Linked DNA regions of Mus musculus: regions 1, 2, 3, 5 and 6 are each linked to region 4. The links are chromatin contacts, called in public HiChIP or PLAC-seq and promoter capture Hi-C maps. All regions are on one chromosome and are shown on one strand. The core of a region is the stretch at or near the end of the contact, and the rest is flanking DNA. Distances in the headings are between cores, read along the strand shown.

Region 1 (3,182 bases), core at 435-2,934, 430 kb after region 4:
AGTGATGTTGTTGTTGATAGGTTGCCCATGTGTTTCTTTTCTTACCAGGTTTCCCTGTGGTCTCTGCTTGTGACCCTGGTGGTTCTTTTCATAATGACTGGCACCATGCTGGGACCTGAACTGCTGGCAAGCATTCCCACAACTGTTTACGTGGTCGCCATTTTTATGCCTCTGGCGGGCTACGCCTCGGGTTATGGCTTAGCTACCCTCTTCCACCTCCCGCCCAACTGCAAGAGGACTGTGTGTCTGGAAACAGGAAGTCAGAACGTGCAGCTCTGCACTGCGATTCTCAAACTTCCCGCCTCGCTTTATAGGTAGCATGTACATGTTCCCTCTGCTCTACGCCCTCTTCCAGTCTGCCGAGGCAGGGGTCTTCGTGTTGATCTACAAAATGTACGGAAGTGAGATACTGCACAAGCGAGAGGCCCTAGACGAAGACGAAGACACCGATATTTCTTATAAGAAACTGAAAGAAGAGGAAATGGCAGACACCTCCTATGGCACCGTGGGGACGCATGACTTAGTGATGATGGAGACCACCCAGACCGCCCTCTGACTGAGGAGATACACGGGAGCTGAAACATCACTTCCTATTTGTGACCATTGGTAGCGAGTATGGTTCGCATCCGGGATAAAGATGGGTTGACATTTCCTGTAACAGATTTGCTCTTCCCACTGTAATGTAGTATCTCAGTATTACCCATGTGTTTTTCTAACTCAACAGAGTGTCCCAATATTGCTTACACCTGGATCAGCTAAAGTGCCGCGTCCTCTGCTTAAGTAGTGTGCTGTTTGTTTGTTTGTTTTTTGTTTTGTTTTGTTTTTTTCCATTTCCACCAGCATTGCTACAGATAGGAAATGGGGTTGGAAATGTTTGTAAAACAGAACCATGGGTTTGTTCAACTTACAAACAACCGATTCTGTTCAGGGCGAGCCTGTATTGAGAAAAGTCCAAAACGGGTCAGTGAAACGACAGGATAGCATTGCATCGTCAAGCCAGAGAAAACCGTATTAATGTGTGTGACTACTTGATCTAGTATCTATTGTTAATGGCCATCAACATTGTGCAGGGGTGAAAGGCATTTTTCCCCATATGTTTCCTGTATGTGTATAAACGCATCTCAGCTCCATTTATCGTCTGAAGGAATGATTTACTTAGGAAAATGCGTAGACCTCACCTCAGGGAGAGAAAATGGGCCACTTTGTTCATCCGTGGGAAAGGGCTGTGGCTACAGGCTTTCCTTCCGGAAAGGCCTGTGGCTGGACACTGTCCCACTGCTCTGGTAGACTGGAGCTGTGATCTGAGACAACCTAAGAGGTTCAGAGCAGTCTCCTAACCTTGGTATTTTGCTCCCTAATCAGACACACTGGCCTCCCTTGTCTTCTTCATGACAGACATCTGGAGCTACAGACATGGGGGCCCACCTGGCTCGGCTAATCTCGGTGATGATTCTGGGGTTGAATTCTCATCTCATCTAGTTCCCCTACAAATCCTTGCTGTGGCTAGCAAGGAAAGCTCTTTTTCTGCATCCACGAGGGAGTGGGGGTGGGGGTCGCCTCTTAACCAGTGTGGGGAAGGTTTTGCTCCTCATGGCAACAGCAGGTGGTAGGGCTTTTTCTACCAGTGCGCGGCCGCCTATTTAACGCAGCGTGGAGGGCAGCTGGGCTGCGCTGATGGCTGCCTGGGCGGGCGAGGCGCGGGACGCACCCATGTTCCCGGCGAGCACGTTCCACCCCTGCCCGCATCCTTATCCGCAGGCCACCAAAGCCGGGGATGGCTGGAGGTTCGGAGCCAGGGGCTGCCGACCCGCGCCCCCCTCCTTCCTCCCCGGCTACAGACAGCTCATGGCCGCGGAGTACGTCGACAGCCACCAGCGGGCACAGCTCATGGCCCTGCTGTCGCGGATGGGTCCCCGGTCGGTCAGCAGCCGTGACGCTGCGGTGCAGGTGAACCCGCGCCGCGACGCCTCGGTGCAGTGTTCACTCGGGCGCCGCACGCTGCAGCCTGCAGGGTGCCGAGCCAGCCCCGACGCCCGATCGGGTTCCTGTCAACCCCGTGGCCACGCCGGCGCCGGGAGATCCCCGCGATCCTGGCAGACCGTAGCCCCGTTCTCGTCCGTGACCTTCTGTGGCCTCTCCTCCTCACTGGAGGTTGCGGGAGGCAGGCAGACACCCACGAAGGGAGAGGGGAGCCCGGCATCCTCGGGGACCCGGGAACCGGAGCCGAGAGAGGTGGCCGCGAGGAAAGCGGTCCCCCAGCCGCGAAGCGAGGAGGGCGATGTTCAGGCTGCAGGGCAGGCCGGGTGGGAGCAGCAGCCACCACCGGAGGACCGGAACAGTGTGGCGGCGATGCAGTCTGAGCCTGGGAGCGAGGAGCCATGTCCTGCCGCAGAGATGGCTCAGGACCCCGGTGATTCGGATGCCCCTCGAGACCAGGCCTCCCCGCAAAGCACGGAGCAGGACAAGGAGCGCCTGCGTTTCCAGGTGAGGCCAGCCTGATGGCCTGGACGCCTCCAGAATTGTAGGGCTCCTTCAGGGCTAAGCTGGTGGCTCTGGGTGATGCAGAACATAGAATTCTTCCATGCCATCCGTCTGGTTTTGTTTGTTTGTTTGTTTGTAACATGTTTGGTGTTTTGATTGCATGTTGTATCTGTACACTTCGTTGTAGTGGAGAGATGGGAGCAGAAGAGGGTGTCGGATCCCCTGGGACTGGCGTTTTACAGATGGTTGTGAGTCACCATGTGAGTTTTAGGATCGGAATTACGGTCCTCTAGAAGAACAGGGTGTTGTTTCACAGCTGAGCCATCTCTCCAGCTCTTTGGCATATAGGATTTTGCAGCCGCTGCCTGTTAATACAATGGGAGGCGTTTACACAATAAAAACCAACCCATATGTGTCCTGACCCACTGGCAGCCTCTGCTCCTGGGGAATGCCAGTTGTAATTATTCTGATCACATAAACGCTACACATGAGGTCTCCGCGGAGAATGCGCACAGTCTGGTTTGGACCAAACTTCAGATGGCTGAAGGAAGATAAGTGCACACATGGCAGAAACATAATCTTTTGAACTTCGTTGCGGGGAGAGTCGGTTTCCCAAGGCTCCTTTTTTTATTTCCCCTCTAGATGATCTGTCTTGGTTAACTTGCCGGCTTGTTCTATACCAGCCCCTTCCCTTCGTTTCT
Region 2 (3,289 bases), core at 148-2,647, 360 kb before region 4:
AGACAATGCGTCATGAGCTACAGCAATTTTTGAACTCCTCCCCCAAGGCAGCAATTTCTTTCTTTCTTTCTTTTTTTTTTTTTTTTTTTTTTTTTTTTTTGGTTTTTTGAGACAGGGTTTCTCTGTATAGTCTTGGCTGTCCTGGAACTCACTTTGTAGACCAGGCTGGTCTCGAACTCAGAAATCCGCCTGTCTCTGCCTCCCGAGTGCTGGGATTAAAGGCGTGCGCCACCACCGCCCGGTGATGGCAGCAATTTCTAAATGTGCTGGAGAACCTGGGTGCCTGGGGTCCTTCTGGAGTCTAAGGAATTAAAGAAAGGGTCCCCAGCCAGATGCTCCAATGGGAAAGTGTTGAATTGGACAAAGGAAAGCAGAGGTTCCTACAGCGTGATCTAGCAGAACCTTTCCTAATATACTAATAGAGATTCCGAGTTCTCCAAGTGAAGGTCGGAAAGCCAGCCAGTGGGGTTTCCCAAAGCAGCTGGCCAGTGAAATCCTGTCTCTACGGTGTGAGTGCTGAGAACTGAGACCTCCCCCAGGAAGAGCAGCCATGGTCAGCTTCTGGTCCAGGTCCAGGTAAGTGGATTCACCCACAGGAGTCTGAACCCAGATCCTCTCCTCACCTGCCCAGCCCAGCAGATCAGAGCTACCTACAGTGAGCCTGGGAGGAGGAAGCAAAAGGACAGGGAAAAAAATTCCTCGATCTCTAGGCCGTCAGGACAACAGTTGGAGGGGGCATAGACCAAATTGAATACGGGGGCAAGTTTGTGGGAATGGCTGATTATAATTCCTGAGTCTTAGACATGGAGCATGCAACTCTTGACTTTCTATTTATGTCGGGGGTGGTCCTCCAATCTGGACAGTTCTGGGCTAGTGGTTATTCTGGGGAAAACAAAACACTCAATTCTTTCCATTGTGCCATTCTCCAACTGCTCTCCAGTATTCAAAATGAAAGTCATCCATTTCCCCAAGACCTTTTCCTCAGTAGCCATCCGTGTCTTAAAACCAGGAAGCACAGGTTTGGCTATTCACCACCTCAAGGACTCAAGAACCATCATGTGTGGGCTTTCATTTCCCCAGCCCCGGAAGGTCCTTGTGTTCTCCATCCCTGCCGCGGTCTCAGCTGCAGAGAACACACAGAGTCAAGGAGGAAAATGACAAATGAAATGATGAAAATCAGAGTTCTGGCTGAATGATGCTGCTCTTGAACTCCTAGACTGGGATCCAGGTCTCCATAAGTCCTGTCACCTCTTACCCCAGCAAGTCCATTCTCTGACTTTTTTTTTTTCTGCTCTGTTCTATGTCCCAGGAAGCTGACCTGGGGACCACCTGAGGACATGCCCTTGTCTAAGCAAGCCTTCAGCTTTAGAAAGAATGCACAGGGTGGGGCGGCCAGGTGATGCCCACACATCCATCATGTCACTGAGCAACCCTGGGATGGATCTCTGTGGCAAGGTGATAGTGCTTTCATGTCCACAATTGGCAAGTGTTACATAGAGGGGTGTTTCTCTGTTCCTGATGTAGACATCAGAAAAGACTGGATCTTCACTCTTCCCCGGCTGAGCTCTTGATGGAAAGAGATGGGGCTATTCCAGCTTGAGATTCAAATACTCCCACCTAGACCAGGCTCCTGATATTTTATACAGGGGGGTGTCTGAGACCAAATTACTCATATGGCCACTGTACAATTATCCAACATAGAACACAGGACCAGGCCATTCTCTTGTGAAAGGTGTCCCTTGTAAAGAGTGAACAGTTCAAACTCTGACTCATTCAGGCAAGAGGTTATCTAGAGTAAGCAGAAACAGAAGGCAAGGGAGGAAACACCCTTTTCTTGATAGGGCTGGGGGGGGGGCAGTTGACACAAATCCAATGTATTTGGAAACTTTCAGTAGGAAATGGTCTGTAGCCTGGTAAAGGGAGACTGGGGCTAGCCCTCAACTTGGACTTATTCTCAGACCTCTAGAAAAGCATCCTTAAAATGTATATACACATTGGGAACTAAGAGTTCAAAGCTTAGGCTACAACTCTACCATCCAAGTACAGTGGTAGCAGTGGGATCAATTAGCAATAGGGGACACAATAGAGAAGGATCTCATAGGCCCAGTCACTGACAGGGCCATAGCCAGAGATCCAGGTCATAGTCCCATGAAGCACCTGGGCATCACTTAGAGATCACTAAGTAACATTCTGAAAGAGACTAATTTTCAGTGATGATAATTTCAATTAACAACTGCATATGTGTCCATTTCTGTTGCTATACCAAATAAACCAAGTCTGGAAACTGTATAAAGAAAAGAGGTTCACTGAACACACAGCATTTGAGGCAGGAAATCCAGGGTCAGTCAACCTTAGTCTTTCAGCCTCGATGGAGGGTCTCATGGCAGATGGCATCATGGCTTGAGGGGCTGTAAGAGGAGAGATCACATGACTTTTTTTCTAACAAATCACTCTCACAGGAACAAAAAGGGTCCCAGGATAACTACCTTTATTTATTCCGAGGACAGAGACAGCCAGGAACCAAATGTCCTTGGGGGACGAGTCACATCTAATCATGGCAGGCTGGGTATGTCAGTTTGGACAGTGGAAAGAAGGCATCTCCAATCTTGAGCTACTCAGTTAACATCAACAAGTCAGCTTCAGAGAACACTACTGCCAATCACGTGGTCATCTTTCAGGCCAGGCTCAGCTAGTGTGATTCTAGAATATGAAGGTTCGGGGAGGATTAAAACTCCTGCTTCTGTATTTGAAAAGTAGAGTTAAGTCAATACCCCCAACAGCCAGTGCTATAGATAGAAATCAACCTTTCCACGAGGACCTCTCGCCATCTTGTGTTCTCAAGACACGACGATCGTCAAGGGCATTGTCTGTACTTGATCGGTGGCCTTTGCCTATAATACTCCTTTCATGGCTCTTTCTGGCCAGCTGTTAAGAACAGATCACGAATCATCGGTCTGGGCAGAATGGGAGACAGGTAATTATATCTGGCAATAAAGGCAAGAAATAGCCAGTCATTAGACCCGGGAAGCTATTTCTGTAGCCTCAAACTACAGGATCTGTGTGACATATTCAGGCCACTCGTGAGCAGGCAGCAGAGGGAGGAAAATTTATTCCCAAAGCTGAAGTCCAGGAGAATGTATGCTCAGAGCCAGCACTGGTGTGGGGGAGCTTCCAGCAAGCACCCAGCCAGGGCGCATCAAGTTCCCTCACCCCTCTGGGATTCTGAATAGACACTTCCTAAGTTTCTAGCTCCAGTTTCTCCTTACAACAGATGCAGAATTTATTCACC
Region 3 (2,909 bases), core at 241-2,740, 330 kb before region 4:
CAGCTCTGAAAACCACAGCACCACAGGGGCTTATTTCTGACTTCTGGTAACAGAAAATAAAATTAGCAGGCCTACGTTACCTTTAATTTGAGAGTCAAATTGGGTCAAGGGAAAATGAAACGCCACAGGGAGAGTCTGCCGCTGTCTACTAGGGATGGAGAATCAACTAAACCAGCAATATCTTTTTTTTAAAAAAAAGTTATTTTAGTCATGTGTATGTGTGTGCAAGTGCTCACATCTGCCCACAGAGACCAGAGGAAGGAGTCTTGTCCCTTAGAGTGGAGTTTCAAGTTCTTTCAAGCCTAACTCTGGTCCTCTGGAAGAGCGGCAAGTGCTCTTAACCACCCAGCTCTGGAGGGTGGGGGCAGGAAGGTGGAGGCGTAATCAATCTTGTATTGCCAATTTCAGAGGACCGATCTTTAAATGATTAACATGTCTGTATATAGAGCTGAGCAGAAATCTGATCTGGAAGGCCAAAGGACACATTGCTGGGCTTGGTGACCTCCTGAAATGGGTATAAAGTCAACTAAAAGCAAGCAGGGGTGGTGCTTTCTCCACTGTACATTTCCCCAGTGGACTGTTATGGTGATAAGTACCCTGAGAGGACACAACTTTTCCTGAGTGTGAAAGAGAAGAGGGTCTTTTTCCAGCCAGGCTGGAGGCCAGGGTAGAAAAGGCCAGGACAGGGCCTGGAGAGATGGCACAGTGGCTAAGAGCACCTGTTGTTCTTGCAGAGGACTTGGGTTCAGTTCCCAGCACCCGCTTGGCAGCTCACAAGCATCTGTAACTCCAATTCCGGGGGGTGGGGGTGGGGGGTCCCGATGCCCTCTTCTGATCTCTGTGGGCAGCAGGAAATGAACTGTTAGTCACAGGATGTTAGTTTGGACAGAGGGGTGGGTAAGGAAGCCCCGTTGTGGGGGTTAAAGCTAGAAAATATAAGTTGCCTCTGGAATTGCAACTTCCAAATTTCCCCCCTCAGCACTGCAAGACTGGTCAGTCAGTCAGTCTCTGCAGACAGAGCGTCTTTCTGGAAATTCTTGTTCACAACACACACATACATTTACATAGATACACATTCACACATGTATACATGCATTCACACACCACCACTCACATACATGCACACCCTCTCATACTCCTAGACACCATCAAATGCACTAACACACATATACTTACACTCAGTCACATACAATTACATAGACATACATACATACATGTATACGCTCATATATACACTTACCCACACTCACATAATATAGGCACAGGTTTATGCTAACATATATTTACATACATACACACAGAGACACACATATATACTCATATGTGTTCACATATATACTTGCACATTCTCACATACATAGGCACTCATTTATAGTCACACATACTAGGATATACGCGCGCGCGCGCGCACACACACACACGCACGCACGCACACACACACACTCAGTGCCTTCCCCTCATAGGCTAGCCATTGGGAGGGTAAAAGCTTGGCAAAAGAAGGCTAAGGAACCAAGGTGGGCTGTAATTGACTCCCTCGGGGTTGGGGACCCTACCGGGCTGTCCCGGCTGTCCGCAGCACAGTGCTTTTGTTCTGAGGTGAATGCTTAAATCCGCCCAGAGAGGGGGTTCAGGGAAACAGTTGGAGTCGCCTGTGTTTTTGTTGGGAGGACGGAGTCACGTGAAAAACAATGAGGTAGAGTATAGCAAGTGTTAGGAAGAGACTGAGAAGTGGGGGCTTCTGGAAAGTGCTGGATTCTCCCAGTGTCACCAACAGAGAATGAGACTGCAAGTGGGGGCGGGCTGCACTTGCTGAGTCTTGAGCTAGCGACGCGCAGAGGTGCGGGGAGGAGCGAGCGCTGGAAGGAAGAGGAAGGAGGGAAGAAAGGAAAGATCGCCAAGAAAAAAGGTGAGGGGAGAGGAGAGGGGCCCTGGGGTTCGGGTTGGGGCGGTGGGCGTGTGCGGCGCGCGGGAGGGGTGTCTGCAGTCGTGTGTGTGTGTGTGTGTGTGTGTGTGTGTGTGTGTGTGCGCGTGCGTGCGCAGCTCCGCCTCGGTAGCACCCACCCGCACTTGTGAGCCCACAGAGGGTGGTGTGCGGGCAGGAGAGGTGGCCTGGGGCAGTGTCTTTCTCTGCTGGCTTTCCTTCCCGGGTGCTGGGGACTTGCGCAGGCCCTTCACAGACTGCACCGCCGCCGCTCCGCCGTAGCCAGTCTCCAACGCTTGCCTGCCTGGCTCCTCTCCAGGTGCCACCAACTCCTGCGACCCCAAGCAGGGGTGTAGCTTGGAGTTTTGCAGGCAGCCTTCTTGGAAGGGTCTAGCCTTTAAATCTAGCTAGCTGATTCTGGGCCAACCTCCCCTCCCCCGCCACAGACTGGGTCAGGCACCAGACCTGAGAGTGTGTGCGTGTGTGTTCACGCGCATGTGCCCAGAAGGTAAGGCTTGCTCAAAGCAAGCAACTGGGTTCTGGAAGACCCAGCCCACCAACACTGAGGTGTGTGGTTGCTTGCTTCCTGATTCTTGAGATGGCTCTGGGTCTGACTGGGAATTTAAAAAAAAAAAAAAAATCATCTAATTTGCCTATAGGTGGCAAAGATTTCCTAGGGTCTTAATTCCTAGAAAATAAGATGCCCAGAGCCACTCTGACAATTGTTCCCCTACTGTTCAGACACCTATCACTGTGCCCTGGTCCTGTCTTCATTTCTCATCCCCATCCTTGCACAGCTTAAGACTGCTGTGCCCAAGTCTCAGATGACACAGTGGAGGCCCAGACACTTTATATCCCTTATTCCAATTCTCAGGACCTGCAAAGAAAGTCAGAATTAAAACTGGTGTGTTGCAGGACATTGTTCCAGACTTTTAACAATGCACTCGGGTGGCAGACAGATCTCTGGGAGTTTGAGGCCAGCCTAGCC
Region 4 (3,296 bases), core at 27-2,526:
ACCTAGGATGCAGGACCCAGGACAGCTGCCCTGGGCGTCGTGAAGCCTGGAAACTGGGTACCTGAGAGGATGCGAAGGAAAGAAACCTTTTTTCTTTTAACCCTACCAAATAGCCTGCAGCACGGAAGCTGGCGAAGCGACTTGTTGGATGAAACTCGATTACATTGCACTCTCAAGATTACTTTCCTTATGGGACTACAGTCCTGATTTGCTTTTTTTGCATTTCCTTCGAGTCCTAGCTTCTGACTTCTCCCTTCTCTTTGCCCTCCTGGAGACATGAGTTAAGACCTTGTCTCTCCGGGAGGGGCTGTGTGTGAAATCCCAGGGCCTTTAAGCAGCTAGGTTCTAGTCTAGATCTTCCCCCACTGACACACAATCTTTAAATGTCCGCCAGGATTTCAAAGCCAAGCCTCCATATACCCATCCCCACCCCATCCATCCCTCCTCAGGGCTTCACCCAAAGGACTCCAACACACCCCTCTTGCTGTGAATTTTATGGGTTGGGGTGAGAAAGAGGCCATACCTGAGGTTCATGTCGCCGTCTACCAGCAGGGACATGAGATTGGAGAGATTTCCACCAGGACAGCAGCCACATAGGAGTACAGCCACCGCGGCCACCTCATCCAGCTTGAAGATGAGGGCCAGCAAGAAGGCTAGCAGCGGCAAGAAGCCGAACTGGCAGAGCGCAGCCAGCAGAGCGCCCACGGGCCGCCGGACGTGCGCCCCGAAGTGGTTCACGTCCACGGTACAGCCTAGACCCAGCATGGTGATGCACAAGGCGGCGCCCACAAACACATTCAGCCCGTGGTTGAGCGGCGTGTCCCAGAATGGGGGCTCGTGGGGGATCCAGGGCCGGGGGAAAGCGGAGGAGCCCTGGCCAGCCACGCCGACCGTGAGGCTGCTGCTCGTGGGCTCTGGAGTCGGGGTTGCCTCGGGGCTAAAGCCGATGCTTGGACTTGGAGCGAGGCTGAGCCCCGGACCGGGACTAGAGGTGACAGCGAGAGGCGAAAGGGTGCTGGCGCTCGGGCTGCCGGCGTTGGGAGACAGGGTGAGGTTGTCAGGCAGCAGCGAGGACGGGGCAAGGAGCAGGGTGGTGTTGTCCAGGCTGTCCATGGCTCTGTCGCCGAGGCACGGTCTGCAGGGGCTGTCCCTGGCCACACCTCCTCCCTCGGTCCTGTGGTCCCTTTTACCTGTCTGTCTGGTCAAGCGTCCCCGCGGCGTCGGTGCGGCGGGCCGGTCGTCGCTGTGGTGTGCATGCTGCCCCACAGCTGGCACTGAGCGCCGCGCGGCCCTGTCGCCGCCCGCCCGCACCGCAGGCCCCGCCCTGCTGCTCGGTCCCCTCCTTTTAATCACAGCTAAGTGGTTCTGTACCAGTGCAGCCAGGGGTGGAACAAAGACCCGACAAAGCCCAGGAGGGCGGAGAAGACCAACCAGGCCTGGCTACCCATCAAATTCTCTGATGGCCCTGCCTTTTTTTCTTTTGAAAATAATTTTTCTAGTTCAAATGTTAAATTTGAACATAAAGTCCCATGTGAGGTTTGGATAGATGTATAAGCTTGTCAAGTCATATTGAATGTAGCTCCTTAAACATTTATCTGATTTTTTTTAATGATGAAAACATTTCCAATGCTTTCGCCTAGCAGTACAAAATTATCTTTAGTCAGATTGCCCAGCAGCTGCGCACCAGAACTCGGCCTCTTTGGTAATGAAATTTAGAGGGCCAGACTCATCGAATGGAGAAAAAGAAGTTTATCTATGTATATGTAAGTCATATATATAAATAGCTTAAATAACCCGCAGCCCTACCCATAGAGGCACCAGGCTTCATGTGAGCCAGTCTAAAAGCAGCACATGTCTGTGGCTTAAATTCGTAAATGAAAGTGTTAAGCCTTTATGTCCAGTCTAAGACTTAAAAAACAATAATACTGATCATGGTTTTTTGAGCCTAGTGCTATTTCAGAGCCAGGGCAAACCCATGGGCTCTATACTCTGTCTACAAATTCTATTTCATTTGTATCGATACATTGCAATTGTACATATCTATTGTGGGTGGCATAGCATTTTAATCACAAACACAATGCTAACGATCAGATGAGAGCCTTTGGCACACATTTGCATTGTCTCTGCTTAGGAAACTTGAATCCTCCCAGGCCCTGTATTGAAAATATTCAATCACTTGTTGCCAGTTCCCCTTCTGGGTCATACCTGACTCTTACAGTTGGAGGCAGGACACCCCCACTTCCCCATACGAAGCTGCTAAGTACCTGGCTCGATCTCCACCTTGTTGTGAAGCTGGGCTGAGAAAAGTCTTGATGAAAACAATGAATGTTAAGGGTGTTGTGGTCAGCTTTCACTGCAAACGTCCATTCTAACTAACTAGGTAGTATAGACTTTGGGTCTGGTTTGTTTTAGTGTGTGAAGTTTTATTTGTTTGCAAGGATTTATATATATACATACACACATATAAAACAAGGTTTATAATGTTGTTAGAAATTTAAAGGAGTCAATGGCAGGTGGGGAGAAGACATTTCCATGGTCACAGATTTATGAAGTGTCATGAGTAGAGTCTCAGCACTGGGATCAGAGGACTGGACAGAAACGAAGTGTGGAGAGGCTTGCCCGCAGACAGGCTAATCCCCACACAAATCACATCAGAGTTTACAGGAACAGAGGCTCAGCAGTGTGAAGCCCATCACTCCATACATGTCAGAGGAAAGGCACTTCTCTCCACAGAGTGTATCTCCTAAGGAGGTGGGAATGTCCCTGGAGCAATTACAGCAGTGACAGCCAGTTGACAGCCAACATGGGAATGTCTAGCCTACAGTCAGGGCCCAGGGTGTTCTAGCTGAGCAAAACCAAGACGGAGTGAATTCTTCCCCACAGGAAATGATTCCTATCCCTTTCCCAGAGAGACAGGTGACACTGTGAGCCCCTGTCTTTGCTTTTCTTCCTCCCCGGGTCTCATGGAAACGGCAGAGGCTATGAAAAACTACAATCCTACCGTACTGAAGCACACACAATCTTCTACTCCTCCCCTGTAGGATTAACTCAAGGAGGTTAGAACTTCAGCAAACATTTGGGAACACAATATGTCCTAATGTCCTAAACTCAAAAAAAGGTGCATTCACATGTGTAAAGCTCTGAAGAACGTGGGCTGTAATGAAACATAGTCTATGTTTTCAAGACCTGTGAGGTTAAAAGACAGATGTGTAATGAGATATGCTCTTCATGAGTTGAGTACATCCTGACAGTGCCATTTTATCACAAGATCAGGGCGGCCTTACCTTCTGAGCCCA
Region 5 (3,343 bases), core at 362-2,861, 290 kb before region 4:
AGACAGCTACAGTATACTTACATATAATAAATAAATAAATATTTTTTAAAAAGTTACCGGGAATAGGTCTTGACACTTGTGCATTCGGTTCTCGAAAATCAGCCCTCCCATTCATAGTTCCTGTATCAGAAACATTTATATCCAAATATTACAAAGTATCAGAATAAACCCCCCTAACCAGTCTACCTGTAAATCAACAAATATTTACTGAACATTAAACATTTTTACAGTTAGTTGTATTTTACGTGCATGGTGCTTTGCTTGTATACACTAACATGCCTGGTGCCTGAGATCAGATGACACCTGATCCCCAGGAACTGGGAGTTCCAGATGGTTGTGATACTGTGATAGGACATGTGGGTACTGGAAACTCTGCAAGGGCCAGTGCTCTTACCTGCTGAGTTATCTCTTCAGGCCCCGACTTTTACATTTCAACTACCTGACATAAAAAAATAACTGAATGAAAAAGGGTCATAAACATATCTGAACTAATTATTCACATTCGACCCTTTGATTGAAAAACGGGTACATCAAAACAATGGAAAAAAATTCCCTTCTAAGGCTAGGTTATGTTATTTCACATTATTCTGTACCTTGACTCAAAAACAAAACAAAAACTACAACCATATCCAAATGATTAGGGAAAAACCTCAAGTCACTTCTAGGTTTCCAATTAAAACGAAACTGCATTGTATCCCCTAACTCAGCAGTCAAAAAATAATGACGTCACATTTTCTGCAGGTAGCTACGCTAATGGCAAACTTCCCTGTACCAGCCCAAGTAATCTTCAAACATCTTAAATAAATTTTAAAATCCAAGAGCAAATATATTCTTTCGCCTTCCTTTAAACTTAGACCTCAGCATTTCAGACAAAATAAGGAGTACGTCTTCGCTGAAACAAACGCATCGCAGTATGACTTACTGGATGCCAACAGCAAAGCACCTTTCTGTAATTCGTTTAGTCACTAAAATCATCACCTATTGCATACCTATATCCCTTCAAAGAAAAAGGTTTCAGAAAAGGTAAACTGAACTCTTGGACAGATGAAGCATTCAGAGGAAGCTTCTCAAACTGCAAAACCCTACCAAAAAAGAAAAAAAAAAAAAAAGAAAGAAAGAAAATCTCGTCCCCAGGGAGGCTGGAGGGCAGTGCGACCTGTCTGATCACTACAGCTCAAAGCTGTAATCATAAAGAACAAGGCTCAAGCGAGGCAGTAGCCGCGGACGCCAGCACTCCTGTCCCTGACCTGCCACCCCACCTCGGCCATCGCGGCTTTCCCCACCCCTCCATGCAGGTCTCCCGGTGCCCGAGTCACCGGCGCTGCAGCAGAGCCCAGGCCCGCAGTGCGACCGGACACCTCCGGGCAGGAAAATGGCGGCTGCGGGCGAGGGTGGGAGACTGGCGGAAAGCCGCGCCACCACACCCACCTCACGATGGAGGCGGCAACGCTGGGAGCAGGACCCGGGGTAGAGGCCGGGAGAGGACCCCAGAGACAGGCACAGCGGACAACGCGGGAAGCGGGGAGGGGAAAGAGGGCAGCTTCCAAGCGATCGCCAAGATGTCACCCACACACGAGCGCCAGCAGGCCGACACCCGGAAGCAGTACCCTTGACGGGAAATGACGTCAGGACAGCGCTGGGAAACAGCGGCGGGCCAGTTTCTCAATACTCACGGATGTCGATCACGCCCCGTCCAACTAGTCCCGCCCCTTTCACCGCCCCCCACCCCGCCCCAGGCCGCGGCGCTCCAGAGCTGCACTGCGGCTGCGCGAGTTAAGGCCTGCAGCTCAGCTCTGCCTCTAGGTTCGATGCTCTTGTGACATACCCCAGAGACTGTTCAGTGACAAGCCAGTAGGGACATTTTGGAACCCCTCCATCCTCAAGTCCCCTCCTTATCCCATGACTTTCCTTGGACTTCCCTAATTTTAAGATTTACAGAAATTTTCTTATGCTTTAAGCCTCTAGGCTAGGTAGTGAATTTTAAGCGTGAACTCTTAAGTTAACTGTCAGAACCTCCAGTCTAGTGTCCGATTGATTCTAACACTAGAGTCAGGATACACTCCAACTCGGAGACTCAGAATTTACTCATCTGAATAACAGAAATAATGTGTGTTTCACAGTTTTGGGTTAAAACAAGTCTGAAAAGGAGTTTAGGCTCTGGGGCTGTATTACCAGGAGACTATATTTTAATGCTAGGAGACCAACTTTTCGTCAGAGCTCAGGCTGCCACTCCTAACCACCAACTATTCATTTCTTACACTGATCCTAGGCATGTTTACTGAGTGCGTATACTGAACCAAGTCCTGAAAGTATATCGTTGATACCTCTGATAGCTCCAGCCCACGAAGTTATGAACTCCTATAATTGTCAGACTTCCCACCATTCCTCATTTCATATGTTTTTCACTGGTTCTATGGCATCCACGAACTTGTCTGTATGCTTATTTAAGAGAGAAAGTCATGTAAAACATGAATCCGGAGTCATGGCTAGACCTCTATGGCTCCTGAACCCCACACTAAGGACGAACTCAAACATAACTTGGGTGAGCTCCAAAGCCTTCCTGGAAGCTGATGCCCATCCAATGGAGAAAGGCGATAGGATTTGTTAACCATCTTAGACCCTTGCTATGGCACCAGGAACGTGGGGATCACCAGAAATCACGGAACTTTAAGCTCAGCTGTGAAAGCCTTGGGTTCCATCCTTGTGATCAGAGCAGCTGTGGTGTACCCACTGGAGACCCTCAAAAGATTGCTTCCACGAACATGCCCTCCTGAAGAGTCAAGAGCTCAGAGGCACATCCTTTTCTCAAAGGTACAAAATTGAGCATATATGCTTGGGAGAAAGATGTATTAAGAGGCATAGCTGGCAAGCTGCCCATGATTTGGAAAGTAACTTTAATTAAGCTCATTAGTTCACCAAGCATGACTTGATGGAATTATTCCTTCCATTTGCCATTGTTCTTTGAGAGGAATAGAGACATCCCTGGAAGAGTCTTTAACAAGCACTCTTTCAAATATCTTCATTGAGCAAATAGCCAAGGCGGTATCAGCCCAGCTTTACCTGTTAGATATTACTTTTGTTTTTCAGAAGTCACTTTATTTGTTTTTAAGTATTTATTTATTTTTATTTCTGTGTGTGGCTGCATGAGTCTATGTGTACCATGTATACCCCCACAGGTACAGGAACTGGAGTTACGGGCAGATGTAAGCTACCTGATGAGGGTGTAGGAAATTGAACCCAGATAATCTGAAGGACAGTAAGTGTCCTTAGTTTCCAAGGTATAGCACCAGCCCTGTTAGCCTGTTAGACATTACTGTGAAACCATTATTAAAGGAATATGTCA
Region 6 (3,262 bases), core at 455-2,954, 450 kb after region 4:
GAAAGGGAGAGAGGGAGGGAAAGAGGGAGGAAGAGAGGGAGTTAGGGAGGGAGAGAGAGAGACAGAGAGAGAATCCTTCAAGGGCATACCCCTTGACTTAAACCTCCAGCCACTTACAGGTTTCATTACAAAGGCCGAGGAGTAACTAGTTTCCACGTGGCTTATCAGGACATTGCAGATGCAGAACATTAAAGAGAATTACACAATCATCATATGTCTAAGAGAGGAGGCCAGGAGTCACTTTACCTAGTTGCAACCCAGGCCCTGCTGGAGTGTTGAAAAAGATTTTTTTGGTGTCATTTATTTATTAAAAATTGGTTTCAATGATGAGACTCCACATGTTATTAAACAGGTATGTAAAAGAAAAGGAAGGAATGCTTGTTTGAAGCTCTCGATAAATATTAGAATAGTTTATAACTAATGTTTGGAGGACTGGAGGGAATGTGTTCTCAGGAAGGTTTAGTATGGAGATTTGGACAATGTGCTAACGCAGATCTGTGCTACACACCAAGGTTCTATGAGGGTCTCCTTATCATCAGCCACCTCAATATTCCCTCGACATTTACTGGTTTTGGATGAATTATAGGCCATGATGTAATACCTATGTACAAGAAATTAAAAACATGATAGAATTAAAGCTTAGTTTCAGCACAATTACCTCTCTATGCTTTAGTTTTCCCAGTGGTAAAATTGGAATGATAAATAAGGTTATTTTGAATAAAAAAAAATATTGACACAATGGACATGATGATGAAGGCCTGGAGCCCCAACAACTTCTAAGGCTGTGGTGAGAGAATCATGAGTTCAAGAACAGCCTAGATAATATTAAAAAAACTCATCTCAATAAATTATAAGTGTAAAACTTTGTATATGTGCAAACACACACACACACACAGACACACACACATATATATGTAAATATTTTGTACACTCCTGGACACATTGAATGGCATCTAAATATATTTGTGGTAAATGTTGGGAAATTAACTAAGCTGAAGGGTAATTTAAGGATTGTATAACTTCAAATATCAACAAAAATTCAGCTCATTTTCCAAGAGACCACTAAATGAATTTCTGCAATCTATACGTAAAGATTAGCTGCTGGCTTTCAGTTATTTTCCTTAATGAATCTACTGGAGGGAGCAGCCTTGAAAGGAAAAGAAGCAGTCTCTAAGGGAAAGCTTGTTTTAAAGTATAAAAGGTGGTTAATACTAGGGGCTAGATTTCATTGTGAGTTCTGAAAGCTTTCTCCACTCAAACCATTTTTTCCTACAATGCTCCCGTGGCTCTTCTGATCCTGCTCCCCATGGCGTCTTCTGTTTTCTAAGTACTTCCTGGACGAGGACCTGCCTGCTACCTGCAAGCAGCAAGACTATGGCGAGAACAACTGTTTGTGAATTTTGCCCTCTCTGAATCCTGAAACCTCGCGTATTTCCTGGGAGCAGCCGCCAGTAGCAGCATGCTCCCGGCACGCCCACCAACGGAGGCGTCTACTTTTCATGAGCCTCGGAACACTCTGGGAAATGTAGTTCCCCAAAGGCCGCGAACGACCGCGCATGCGCACTGAGCATTCCTTCGTCTCTTCCGGGAAAAAAAAAAAAAAAAAAAAAAGCTGCCTCGCTGCCACGCATTCTGCGGTCCGCGGGCGGAGGCTTCTGGGAGTTGTAGTCCCTGGCGGTGGGCGCCGTCGGTAAGGAGACGTAGCTTTTCGGTGCGGTCCACTTCAGCAGTTGGTTCCCGGCCGCGGCCGCGGCCGCACGGTCAGTTCGCGTTTCTGTGCCTACCGCACTTCTCCTGAGGCTGAGGAGAATTTCCCGTGGCTGGGTTTTTCCTGTCCCGGGTGGGCTCCTCGTGGCTCCGTGCTTCTTTTCTGCCCTCCGTCTTTTCCCTCCTCGCCCGTCGCTCGAGCCTGGGCTTGGCGGGACTCGCCCTCGGGAGACACAGGGCCGCAACCTCCTCAGACCCGGGTCTCCGTGTCGCGGGGTCCGTCCGCACCCAGCCTGACCCTGCGGTCCCTCGGCAGCCGCCTCCATCCTCGGACGCCCGTTCACGCTCCTTCTCCTTTATCTCTCCGCTGCAGGGATGGACGCTCCCTGGCGCCAGGTGGCCGCTGGCCGAGGCCGAGCCCGAGGACGGGCCACCGCAGTGCCCCTCTCAGGAAATGGAGTCCCTTTTGGTGGCGCTGGAGGAGGGCGAGCCAAAGGGTCTGGGGGCGCGGTGTCTTCGGGCCCCGGCCCCGGGGGAGCAGCAGCTCTGGCCCCTGCGGGTCGCGGGCAGCGCTCAGCTGGAGGCGAAGCCCCGCAGCCCCCGGGGGCCCGGGGTGAGGATGGCTCAGGTGAGGATGGCTCGGGTCTCCCGCCCCACCAAACTCCCCAAGTCACTTCCCTACTTATCGCTGGCTGCCAGGGCCCTCCAAGTCTCTCATTCACTTTTTAACAGCTCCCGGAGTTTAGTCTCAGGGAACCGTCTCCATTCAGGCAGATTTTCATCTCATCGCTTGCATCCTCATTTTAATTGATAATTGCCTTTGTTAGTCACTTTCTTCAATTGTGTGCAGCTGATTTGGTTAACTCAGTAAATGGATCGCCAGAGTTTGTTTTCTTTTATAATCTAAGATGTTTAACATCTGTCGTAAAATAGGACCTTGTGCTTTCGCATCTGTGTGTATGGTAACAGCAAGCTAGGCTAAGGTCTCAGAATTCCATTTACGAACAGATTGGGAACTCCATTCTTCATTAATCAACTCGACTTTCAAGACCAGTTGTTGATAGCCATCTTTCCCAGGCTACCTGACTTTTTGGACCCTGTAAGCGTTTTGGTTGTTGTTTTTAACTGATCCCAGTGCAGAAATTCCATGTCTTTCCATGATGTATCAGGTGTTGCCACGATGGATTTGCCAATAGCCTTGGTCCAAGATCTTTTAGGGCGACGTTGAGAGTGTTTATACATAACACTCCAGATAAAAGAGAGTGGTCCCTGAAAGTGTTTTGTGTTTGGAAGGTATTTTTTCAGAAGAGGTTTAAAATTTTTATTTCTGAAATTATAGTAGAATTGCATCAGTTCTCCCTTCCTGCTAGGAGCAAAATTGAGTCTCTGCGTGGGGTTTCCCAGGGTAACTTGAAAGTTAGTTTGCGTTGATTTTGCTGGCAATTGGTCAGTTAATCATAGAGGTGCAGTGTGCTATTTAGAGACCTATGAACAAGTTGGTAAGCTGGCTTGGGTTTTGTGGATAGTAGGAAAGCAAGCATTCTCTACATAGTAT

Evidence for each region. Promoter capture Hi-C pulls out the DNA fragments that hold promoters and counts their contacts. HiChIP or PLAC-seq counts read pairs in DNA pulled down with a chosen protein or histone mark.
Region 1: a contact with region 4 is called in an H3K4me3 HiChIP or PLAC-seq map of embryonic stem cells, with 31 read pairs. The contact joins the promoter of Zar1 here to the promoter of Slc10a4 in region 4. A contact is called at or near these places in 55 of 484 Hi-C or Micro-C datasets (the 4T1 cell line, the AML12 cell line, B cells and 31 more), 8 of 115 datasets of contacts at active chromatin or transcription factors (embryonic basal ganglia, embryonic stem cells and stem cell-derived neural progenitor cells) and 3 of 9 other capture datasets (adipose tissue, liver and pancreatic islet).
Region 2: a FOXA1 HiChIP or PLAC-seq map of pancreatic cancer cells shows a contact between it and region 4. The contact joins the enhancer-like site here to the promoter of Slc10a4 in region 4. A contact is called at or near these places in 11 of 484 Hi-C or Micro-C datasets (the BV-2 cell line, Th2 cells, bone marrow-derived macrophages and 7 more), 11 of 115 datasets of contacts at active chromatin or transcription factors (bone marrow-derived macrophages, craniofacial prominence, embryonic basal ganglia and 5 more) and 4 of 9 other capture datasets (adipose tissue, liver, macrophages and 1 more).
Region 3: a promoter capture Hi-C map of pre-B cells shows a contact between it and region 4, with 3 times the contacts expected there. The contact joins the promoter of Ociad2 here to the promoter of Slc10a4 in region 4. A contact is called at or near these places in 6 of 39 promoter capture datasets (the C10 cell line, the HPC-7 cell line, cranial neural crest and 3 more), 1 of 484 Hi-C or Micro-C datasets (bone marrow-derived macrophages), 1 of 115 datasets of contacts at active chromatin or transcription factors (pancreatic cancer cells) and 2 of 9 other capture datasets (adipose tissue and liver).
Region 5: a contact with region 4 is called in a promoter capture Hi-C map of neural stem cells. The contact joins the promoter of Ociad1 here to the promoter of Slc10a4 in region 4. A contact is called at or near these places in 3 of 39 promoter capture datasets (embryonic stem cells, hippocampal neurons and neural stem cells), 1 of 484 Hi-C or Micro-C datasets (nephron progenitors), 4 of 115 datasets of contacts at active chromatin or transcription factors (embryonic stem cells, pro-B cells and stem cell-derived neural progenitor cells) and 1 of 9 other capture datasets (adipose tissue).
Region 6: an H3K4me3 HiChIP or PLAC-seq map of stem cell-derived neural progenitor cells shows a contact between it and region 4, with 5 times the contacts expected there. The contact joins the promoter of Nfxl1 here to the promoter of Slc10a4 in region 4. A contact is called at or near these places in 2 of 115 datasets of contacts at active chromatin or transcription factors (embryonic stem cells and stem cell-derived neural progenitor cells).

What each region holds. Positions count from the first base shown.
Region 1 is chr5:72,579,586-72,582,767 of GRCm38.p6, reverse strand. It overlaps Zar1 (zygote arrest 1), which reads left to right and starts at 1,684. Exons shown (of 4, transcript NM_174877.3): 1 at 1,684-2,484. The coding sequence starts at 1,711. It also overlaps the pseudogene Slc10a4l.
Region 2 is chr5:73,362,824-73,366,112 of GRCm38.p6, reverse strand. It overlaps Gm34496 (a long non-coding RNA gene), which reads right to left. Exons shown (of 5, transcript XR_377015.2): 3 at 2,805-2,925; 4 at 2,487-2,700; 5 at 2,347-2,408. Among named protein-coding and RNA genes, the nearest start is that of Gm34583, 6.4 kb to the left of the region's middle. Within about 2 kb of position 1,397, at least 23 of the 459 cell types and tissues checked have an H3K27ac peak or open chromatin away from gene starts, as enhancers often do. A contact at or near this core is called in pancreatic cancer cells, where this site is marked.
Region 3 is chr5:73,337,528-73,340,436 of GRCm38.p6, reverse strand. It overlaps Ociad2 (OCIA domain containing 2), which reads left to right and starts at 1,490. Exons shown (of 7, transcript NM_026950.4): 1 at 1,490-1,906.
Region 4 is chr5:73,004,884-73,008,179 of GRCm38.p6, reverse strand. Slc10a4 (solute carrier family 10 (sodium/bile acid cotransporter family), member 4) reads right to left here and starts at 1,276. Exons shown (of 3, transcript NM_173403.2): 1 at 524-1,276. The coding sequence starts at 1,113.
Region 5 is chr5:73,291,062-73,294,404 of GRCm38.p6, reverse strand. It overlaps Ociad1 (OCIA domain containing 1), which reads right to left and starts at 1,611. Exons shown (of 9, transcript NM_023429.4): 1 at 1,429-1,611; 2 at 58-120. The coding sequence starts at 115.
Region 6 is chr5:72,558,087-72,561,348 of GRCm38.p6, reverse strand. Nfxl1 (nuclear transcription factor, X-box binding-like 1) reads left to right here and starts at 1,704. Exons shown (of 23, transcript NM_133921.3): 1 at 1,704-1,760; 2 at 2,081-2,335. The coding sequence starts at 2,083.